Regions from separate parts of the Gasterosteus aculeatus genome. Here region 1 is linked to region 2. The links are chromatin contacts, called in public Hi-C maps. All regions are on one chromosome and are shown on one strand. Each heading gives the region's core, a stretch centred on a gene start, on an enhancer-like site or on the middle of the called end of the contact. The rest is flanking DNA. Distances are from core to core; before and after follow the strand shown. Region 1 overlaps deptor (DEP domain containing MTOR-interacting protein). Region 2 holds the start of tmem158 (transmembrane protein 158).

What was found. A called contact is a pair of places that touch in the nucleus more often than the background predicts.
Region 1: a Hi-C map of skeletal muscle shows a contact between it and region 2, with 8 times the contacts expected there. The contact joins the enhancer-like site here to the promoter of tmem158 in region 2. A contact is called at or near these places in 3 of 6 Hi-C or Micro-C datasets (skeletal muscle and tail fin).

The regions. Positions count from the first base shown.
Region 1 is chr20:12,035,997-12,040,689 of fGasAcu3.hap1.1, reverse strand. It overlaps deptor (DEP domain containing MTOR-interacting protein), which reads right to left. Exons shown (of 10, transcript XM_040165355.2): 10 at 1-2,455. The coding sequence ends at 2,333. Among protein-coding and RNA genes, the nearest start is that of LOC120810076, 9.7 kb to the left of the region's middle. Within about 2 kb of position 2,394, at least 2 of the 9 cell types and tissues checked have open chromatin away from gene starts, as enhancers often do.
Region 2 is chr20:11,965,173-11,969,921 of fGasAcu3.hap1.1, reverse strand. tmem158 (transmembrane protein 158) reads left to right here and starts at 1,283. Exons shown (of 1, transcript XM_040166039.2): 1 at 1,283-4,706. The coding sequence starts at 3,396. The coding sequence ends at 4,103. It overlaps LOC120809997 (a long non-coding RNA gene), which reads right to left and starts at 1,002. Exons shown (of 2, transcript XR_005710182.2): 1 at 873-1,002; 2 at 1-724.

The DNA of each region.
Region 1 (4,693 bases), core at 1,145-3,644, 70 kb before region 2:
CATGCATTTCACTGTATACAACATCCAAATACATTGAGCAACAGCAAATGAGGCCTCCTGAAGGAATAACTGCAGAGACTTGCAGGCAGTTCCCTGTGTGTTCATTCTTCTGATTGGCAAATGTCCTGATTGTATGTTCATATTGAATAGAAAAGGTTTACTGGTTTTGCATTTAGTAACAACTTCTCTTCGGGACGAAACTACCTACGAATTAAATTAAGCAGGCAATGTTGTTTTGTCTGAAAGAAACAAGTAATGTTCGTTGTTTTGTAGGCGTTTTGAGTAGCAGCCCTCGTGCTCTGCACGGCCAGTCTGACATCCGCACCTGCCACATATTCCTGCTCCTAATTCAAAGCATTATTTCTTAAGTTGGTGTATGTGGAACCAGAGGGGCCAACAGCTTGGAGGGCTACGCCTATATTTATAGCATTTTGAGTATTTATATTTGGTATTGAATAGGCTTCGCCCTCTTAGAGTTGTTGCTATTGGGTGCAGGGTGTCAACATGGCACTAATGTCCACAAGCAGAAAACACACAAGCTGTAAATTCCACACGATATAAAGGCAGGAAGGCCCCCGACTGTGCTGAAAGATTTCAAATTATCATCACAATTTGAGGCTCGCACATCACATCGTTTAAGCAGGACAAACCCTTGATGTGTAATTGGGTGAATTGCGACATGCAGCGTAAAGCGCTTTGAGTAGTCGGAGGACTAGAAAGGAGCTTCATGAGAGACGAGTCAATTTACGGGAAAGCCATGAATCTTTATGACAGCGCATGGCTGCCAGGATGCTCTTAGGGGCAAAGCCTGTAAAGGTATAGGAATGAGTGTTGACCCGAGTTAAACACAGATTACAGACACTTACTGTAGGAGCAACTTGCGCGTTACAACCCGTGCTCGACCTTGGTGGCCATGTCTTTCGACACGCTTTAAACTCTGTTGATGTTTTGGAAGCTAATGAGGTACTAATCTACTTATAGAAATGTTAAGCCTTCATAAATCCAGCTAACCTTTTTAAAGGTAATTTCAACCAAACAATAATGAAGAAACGATTATCTGTGCCGAGTTGCAGCTGACATTCTAGTATATTAACAAGATATGTCTAGAATCTGTGCTTCCATACAGAATAAGCATGTATATAAGCGTATACATATTCAAATTCTAAGCAAATGCTTATTAGGTCAAGTGCTCCAATGATAATCCTATCCATTAATTCAACATACATTAACATTTTTAACTAAATCTATTTGCTACGAGAAAATATTTTAAGTTTCCAAATTAAATCTGGTTGGCAGCACACAACTCCAAGTGTAGTTAAGTATGTATTTGGCACTTCTGTTGTTTTCTGTCAATAGACACAACACATCTTTGATAATATTTTAAAGTTGACAACATCTCAACATAAAATATCTGCTCTTTAAGTGCCTATTCTTTTTAAACATATATCTTTAAAAATAATAAACATGTTATAAGTAAGATTTATTCTTTAGAAAAAGTGTATAAAGTCTCTGACATGTTCTCATTAATGTGGTTTATGAGGTTTAATCTGATAAAGACCAGTCGCAGTTTACTTGTGCGTTAAGTATTTTGGAACTGTCCTATATACACTGTGCATGTAATGTCACACACACGTTTTATAACATTCCTAGCAGCTACACCTAAATCTACCTAGGCATCAATTTATTCATAAATGTCTTTCACACAACAAGGGTAGAAATTTGAGGGGTTTTTTCTATTTAACAGAATGTTGCCCAAACACCCTGAACCCACCCCTGTAATTCACAGGTTGCATGAATGCTCCCTCGCTGCCAGCAGGGGACAGTGTCGAGCCATCAGGGGGCTTACGTTCATGGTTCGAGTCGAACTAGGGGAGAGGTCACCGACTATGTCAGTAACAAACAATCTTCCTTTTTCTTTCGGATTCTGCTTGTTCATCCTTTGGCCTTTAGACCCTTCTCATGGTCAGCGACAGAATCGTGGAACAGTTCTGGTTTTAAACTCAAACAAAAACAGGGAACGTGGGTGTTCCTTTTTCCACACGTAACAAGTTTGGGGACTGAGAGCGTTTGTACCGTGTGTAAAAGTGAGAACGTACATATATTTATAAATCCAAAGAAAAAAAGTAAAGCGCAGCCTGCAAGCTGAAGGATTTACTCGACGTGTTTGTTTCGCAGTCCTCCACCTTGTCCAAACGTTATTGAAACAGGAAGAGCGCGAGTTGTATTTAGAGTTTTCCACGTCGCTCTGTGGTTTTGAGGTTCAAGCCGTGAACCTTCTAGTCCCCATGTTATTACTGCATTACTCATTCTTCTGACGCGCCTCCACTCAAACCTACGCCTCCTCCATCACCTCCATGACTATTGTCCTGGGTCCGGTCAGGATCAGGTTGCTGACGGCGCGGTAGTCCTGGGCGAGGACGTTCCGTCCGTTCACCGACACCACAAAGTGACACACCTTGAGAAGAGAGGCACAAAGAGGAGCGAGTTAATGGACGCTTTGGCTATGACGCTCTCAAGGTAACAGGATGTGGACATGTTTAATGTACATATATATATATATATATATATATATTTTTTTTTTTATTTTATTCATTTATTTATTTATTTATTTTTTTGTCTAAATGAGATCTTTTTCAAGGGAGCCAAGACCACATCAACAGTGTTTAGAATGAGATACGTGAGACTTTTGAACGTGAGAAACCTGAGAAACCAGAACTGAAATACTTGTCAATGTTATAGTCAACATTTTTATCTATGCTGCAGGAGTGAATTTGGCTTCCATTGACATTTTTGTTGTTTGTGCATACCAACTGAAATAACAAGGACCTGTGATGAGCTGTAATGACATTTCTTGCAAATACTTCAGAGAGAGGATTTCAATCTCTTGTCTGTCCTACTCTGACGTTAAACTAGGACTGGGACTGGAAACAGGTGGAAAAAGCTACACGATTCATTCCAACAGTAAAAATCTCCACCTATGTTAGTTTCATCCCAACAAAATAAAAAACAGTGTGAAAAGAGTAAGAGTAAGAGAGTGGCATCAACCGAAAATGTAAATACGCATTTCCAAAATGTCAAACTACTGTATATACATATCAAAAGGAGGTCCCGACCAGTTTTGGGTCAGTTTTGCCCCGGGGCCCCCAAACTCATTGAATGAGCCACGCTGTTGATCGCTACAGAGATCAAGCTCCAAACATTTAGGCGCAACAGACATTTGTCAACTCGCAGCGCAGTTTAAAAAAGCCAAAGAACATCAGCAGTCGCACCACGAATCAGTAAGACAAAAGCAAAAATGGCAACATGTTCAAAGCTCCAACAGTAAAGAGCAAGATGTAAATCATTGACATTATTACCTGATATAAAACAACACCAGATACAACATGACAGCCAGGCTTAAAGCTCTCCGGAGTCACTTATCGCCATTGAACCACAGTTACAACTCGACGGTACTGATGGAAATGCGGCTGGCTTTCTGAGGTGCCTTCTGGCTGCTGTTCTTGCAACATGATGCTGCCGTTTCTGCCCACTGCTAAAGCTAAAGCCGTCCAAAAGCTCTGCAAGACGCGAGTTTGAGGCACGTCAACGAGAACAAGAGCACGTAAATCACTGCGATATCTATATTGGCTGTAAACCAACAAAGTGCAGACGGCTGACTGACGGTGGAAGAAAAACTGTTATGGAGGAGTTTCATGGGGCCATTTACAAGGCGCAGCTATTTAAACCCTGACTTGCATAATCTAATGTGACATACAGGTTACTCTCTTTTTTTCCAAAGAGATTGCTGCTACAGGTTTCTGTGGACTTGATGAATGTTTCAGGGAAGATAACAACAGGCTTACGGGAAAAGAGAGATTGAAAATGCGATAGTGAAGAACAGCGTAGACTGTTAATTATTTTGCTGTAGACTCACTGTAAGCATATCTAGACTTGTGCAGCATATATTTCTTTTTATCTGTTCAGCCTTTCCTTCAAATGTCTTCACGTTTTTTTCCGACTCAAACACCTCCCCCTCTTTCTCCCCCACTGCTACTCCTCTCCTTTCAGGCTGCGCGGCAGTCGGTCTTGGCTGAGGGCCCAGCTGGACCCAAAAGTCATAAACCAGCATATTGAGGAGAGAGAGAATAATCAACACGTAGGAGGCCTCGCTGAGATATTTCTGCAGCAATAACATCTGAAGAATAGTCCCTCTTTACCGAAATACTACAGATGAGGACCTGAGGCCATGTTTGCCTTTATGTCCCTCGAGGAATCAGAAAACCAGAGACCCAATGACCAACAAGTTGAAACCACACACAGGTTGAGAAACTTCTTCTTTTGAGTATTTTCTTGAACTAAGATCCCGATCCAACCAATTGCCCGATGCTAATTTGGCCCATCATAAAGCAAAATGACCTCCCTCAAACTAAACTTCAAATCAAAGGCAATCTGGCCTGAATCGGAACATATATTTGGGGGAACCAATTATGGGGTTAAATCAGGATTATTCCACACGGTGTGTTTTTAATAGCTCACTAGTCAACACTTTAGTCTTCTGGTTGCCTGGCAATCTCACGGGGGCTGCAGGAATCCAGGGTCTCTGGATTTGCAAGAACAGGCATATAAAAGTTTTTCCCAAACTGTTGAACCGTTTTCCTTTCAGAGGGTCGTTTCGTGCGCGTCTCAGCTGATAACTGTGTCTTCACACACTTCA
Region 2 (4,749 bases), core at 34-2,533:
TTATAATGAAACAAAGTGGCAACTTTTTTACCCCCTTGTTTCCTGGTAATTGCTCACATATTTCATATTCCATGTGCCAACTTCATATTTCCTAGGCTTTCTCTTTAAAATGATAATCACAAAAGTCCTTCCAGCGGAGAAGTTGATTTCTAAAATAGGTTAAATAAAGGACGAATACTTCATCCGCTACCGTTTGTAAGTCATTTGTCATTAGATTTGATTTGCTGGAGTTGATGAAGCTTTATTTTTTGGGATGTTCGGCATTAAGGCCTGAATTTAATATCATCTCTGATGTACTTCAGCGCTGTCCTGACACTTTGTCTCCATCTCTTTGCCAGCTGAGTGGATCGCTTGTGTTGTTTCTTCAGAGGAGAGACGAGGGCGATGATAGATGCTCTCAGCATCCTACACGTGTGTGACAGCACGACTAGGACGACAGAAATTAGTTTTGTGATTGCTATCGACAAAACAGAATGTGTCCACGACACCCCCGTTGTTGCCGTGGTGATGGGTCCTTGCAGTGATTGGCGGTATGACAGGCCTACCGGAGACGTGAGGGATTCATCAGGCTCAGATGTAAAACAGAGGGGCTGGAACGCAGCGTCTGCGAGGCTATTCAGGCCTAAACTTCTTTAAGAAGCCAGTTGTGCACATGAGCCGGCGAGTCGGACTAATGGTGTCGGATCCGGCTCAGTCAGCCAGGAGCCACTAACCGGTCCTCCTCCTGAATAAAGAGTCACATTTTAAGAAAATGAATCTTTCATACATCCTCCTTCGGCACAAGAGACTTTCATCTTAGTCTCATTTGCATTTTTGTCACCAAAGCAATTTACATTTTTATAGCATAAGTAATGAACACGAAAGTCATTTACATTTTCTTGCTCAGTCCGCCGGTACGTTGTCTAGACTTGGAGCATATCTGATGGGGAGGGACCAGCATTTGGAAGTGCGCGGGAGTGTTTGCGAGCAGCAGAGAGATGTCTGAATGTGCAGAAAGACATACAAACAATTACACAATTGTTTTAAAGCAAAGATGTTGAGCAGAATTCACTTTCATAATCAATCAGCGACGAGTGGACTAAAGCTTTCAGGTGCAAATCGACACCAAAGCACCTTTCACTTCTGATGGTCCTCACATCAAATAGACAGAGGCGGGCATCTGGAGCAAATGACACCATTTAGACATCACAGAAGAAAACCATTCATACAAGTGACATTCATGTTTCCAAGCCTGCAAAGATGAAAGAGAATAATTCATCACAATTTAGCCTTCGGTCAATGACGTGATTCTGTTAATAGTTTATTATCTTTGCTGATGCATTATGTATACATTGTTAGGAAGAGGATTTTGTTAAAAAAGAATGCCTGTTTCTTCATTAGAAGTTCTTACCAGAAGCAAGATGCATCAACTGATTTAGGAGGGAAGAGAGTCTAAGATGGACAGAATGACTGCAACGCGTGCAACGTGTTAAACCTCCAATTAATGCTATTTTATTCATCTGAATTGTCTAGTTTGAGCATTTATATGGAATTGTGTTCATGTTACGAAGCAAACTCACATATTATCAGTAATAATCGAATAAGCAAACGCCGCTGGATATGTTTAAAGACCTGGTTGGAAAACTGACCCTTTGTTCAGTCCTGTTGGGGAGCTGAAGACAGTCCGGACCCTCCAGGCACGTTTTGATCACCACCCCAACTCTGAATTGCATGAAAGTCATTTTTTTAAGGGCCTGGAATTGAGTTCAGGCCAGCGCTGATTCGCACGCTGACCGCGGCTTGAAACCCTCCTCGCCAAAATGGACCAGGTGCTCAACCTCCAGTCCTGATATTTCAAACTTTTATTACGAGCCTACCAAACTGAGATTAACCGCAGCTGTGTCCCCGGCTGTTGTGTGGCTAATGTAATCACACTTGCTGTTTGTGATAAAGTGTTGGATCCCAAATACAAAGAGGGCGAGGCCAGGGATGGCCGATGAGAGTGTCATCAGAGATGGCAGCCAGGTAATGCACGCTGTGCACAAAACCCCTGCTGCTGCAGCACAGTGGAGTCACATGTTTATTGATGAATCTGGCTTTCCCTGAGTACACAATATGGCTGAGAGAAACAAACAAAGCTCTCAGCGCACAGAACAGATGAACAAACAAGCAGAGGGATTACGGACTGCTGGATGTCCCGCTTAGATGTTTTCATAGATACCAGCTGGACGAAACAAAGGTTTATTGTCATGTCATTGTTTGGGCTTTCTATTTATTGCATTTATGTTGCCCGCATACACGGTCTGTTTAGGTAAGTCAAATGAACAGCAGCAAAGTGGATTTCAATGCTTGAATGAAAAACGCTGAATGACATTTTTAAATCTTACAAATGGAGTATGTTCAAATCTGTCCTCAGATGCTTCAATTTTGGTAGTATTGTCCCTGTATGTAGGGAAATATATTCAGCTCTTAGCCGCCATCTAACAGCGAGAGAGTAGCCTTTGCCTTTACCACAGTGCTTGCGCTCCTGAGCAAGGCACTTACGCCCCTGCTGCCGACGGCTCAGCTGTTAGTGGCCAACGTTCATGCCGGGCTGTGATCGTAATCTGGTCAAATAAAGGTCGCTTGTTAATCTTTCCTGTGTGGGATGGAGATTAACTTCCAACTCTTCCAACTCTCTGGCGCAGATGACAGCAGTGAAAGTCACGGCACCACTTGAAATCCTTTCATGGTGATGTGATATTTGCATTAAAAATAGAGAAGCTAGAAATGTGCTAAACTTTACTTGATAATTGCTTGCATTGAGGGCTGTATCCAGTATCCCTTATATTGGTTATTCATTCTACTCTCATCCGCGAAAAAAAAGTAATTCGCAGAACAAGACATTTCATTTCATGTCATTGAGAAAGTTGCATTGAGCGTGAGGGTTGTTTGTATAACTTGTGTCCCTGCGCACTGGGGGGGGGGGGGCGCTCTCCCGTCACCGCTCCTCGGTTGTTTTCGAGCTCGGCGCCGCTCACACCTGAAGTGACAGCGGGGGGAGGGAGGGGACGGGGGGGGGGGGGGGGGGGGGAGTGACGCCGAGGGAAGCTCCGAGCTGGGATGACGCGCGGTGCTGCCCAGCCTGCTGCTTCTTCCGCCGCGCCGCGACTGCAGGGCGCATTGGCAGATCAAGTCAGAAGGAAAACACGCAAAAGAGGGGGTGGTGTTGGTGGGGCGGTGGGGGGTGGGGGGACACGCGCATGTGACGGGCTTTTGGACGTTTTCCAATCACCTCCAAGTCGGGAAGGGGGATCTGATCACTCCACACAGGGATCGGTGTCATTTTCTCACCGCGAGCCTCCCGCCCCCCCTTTTTTTTGTCGCCCGCGGATCGATCACAGCACCATGCGAGCAGGAGAGACGCGCCCTGTGCCATGCTGAACGACTCCCCGGCTCTCCTGCTGGCCCTCACCGCGGTGGCCGGGATTCTCCAGCGATGTCAGGGCTGGAGCGACGAGGACCTCCTCCTGCCGCCCACCAACTCCTCCGACACGTTCGTGGCCAACCTGGAGGTGGACGTGCGCTTCTCCAAGAGGTCCGTGGAGGAGAGCGGCGACGCCGCGTCCCCCGACGGCTCCCCCCTGCAGCCGCTGTCCCAGTGCAACGTGAGCGTCCAGAGGCTGCAGCCCACCTCGCTGGTGGCCCGCTGGGACAGCAGCTTCGGCTTCCAGTGTGACGTGCTCATCTACACCACCAACAACCACGGCAGGGCTTTTTTCTCCGCGTCTCTGAACAGGGCGATCTCCCCCGTCGTCATCGAGCACCTCGGGGTCACCGGGGGTCAGCAGGAGCTGCGGCTGTGCGTGGGCTGCGGGATGTCCCGGTACCGGAGGTTCGGTCAGGGCAGGTCGAGGGGCCAGCAGGCCGGGGATCAGGTCACTTTCTGCTGCGTGGATTTCAGCCTCGACGAGCTGAAGGGGGACAAAAGTTGGAGGCTGAACCGAAAGCCCATCGAGTCGACACTTGTGGCATGTTTCATGACTTTGGTTATCATTGTGTGGAGTGTTGCTGCTCTCATATGGCCAGTCCCGATCATTGCAGGATTTCTGCCCAATGGGATGGAGCAGAGGAGACCGAGATAATTGAAATATTCTTTATTATAATTAGCCTGTGCTGCCTATACTATAATTGTAGCCATTCAACTGTTCTCCTGAATGAATGATTGAGGAGCTTTGGAGACACTTTGACCAAATGTTTTAGTTTTGGGTGTTCTTTAATCCCTAATAAAGCTCCTCGTCATACTTGGACAACCAAGGTAAAGTATGATGGATTATAATAGCCAATATTAATTTATACTGGGACCAACACCAATGTTTTTTGTATACCCTTGTAGGCCTTCCTATAGATTATGTCAACGTAAACTGTGCACACTTTTATCTTTTAACAGTGTTTGTATAGTTTTTAATATTTCTAGAAAGTTTTTGCCTTATCCCATGTGTAGGATTTTTTCACTGAAAACTGAATTTTAAAGTGTGCTGTCACATATCTAACCTATAGTCTATAGTAAATGTATTAGTTTTTTCCCAATATACGTTGTGAAAAAAATAGATGTTGTTTCAGATTGACGTATAGAGGGTTTCAATAATTATATTATTACATTGATTTATAACGTCAAGCTTAATGGACGTGCTTATTTGTATTCATGTTTCGGCGGTTTCAATTACAATAAAATTGATTAGAGGCTATATCTCAGATTCTTTTTTGAACTGTTCTCTGTAGCCTGAATCA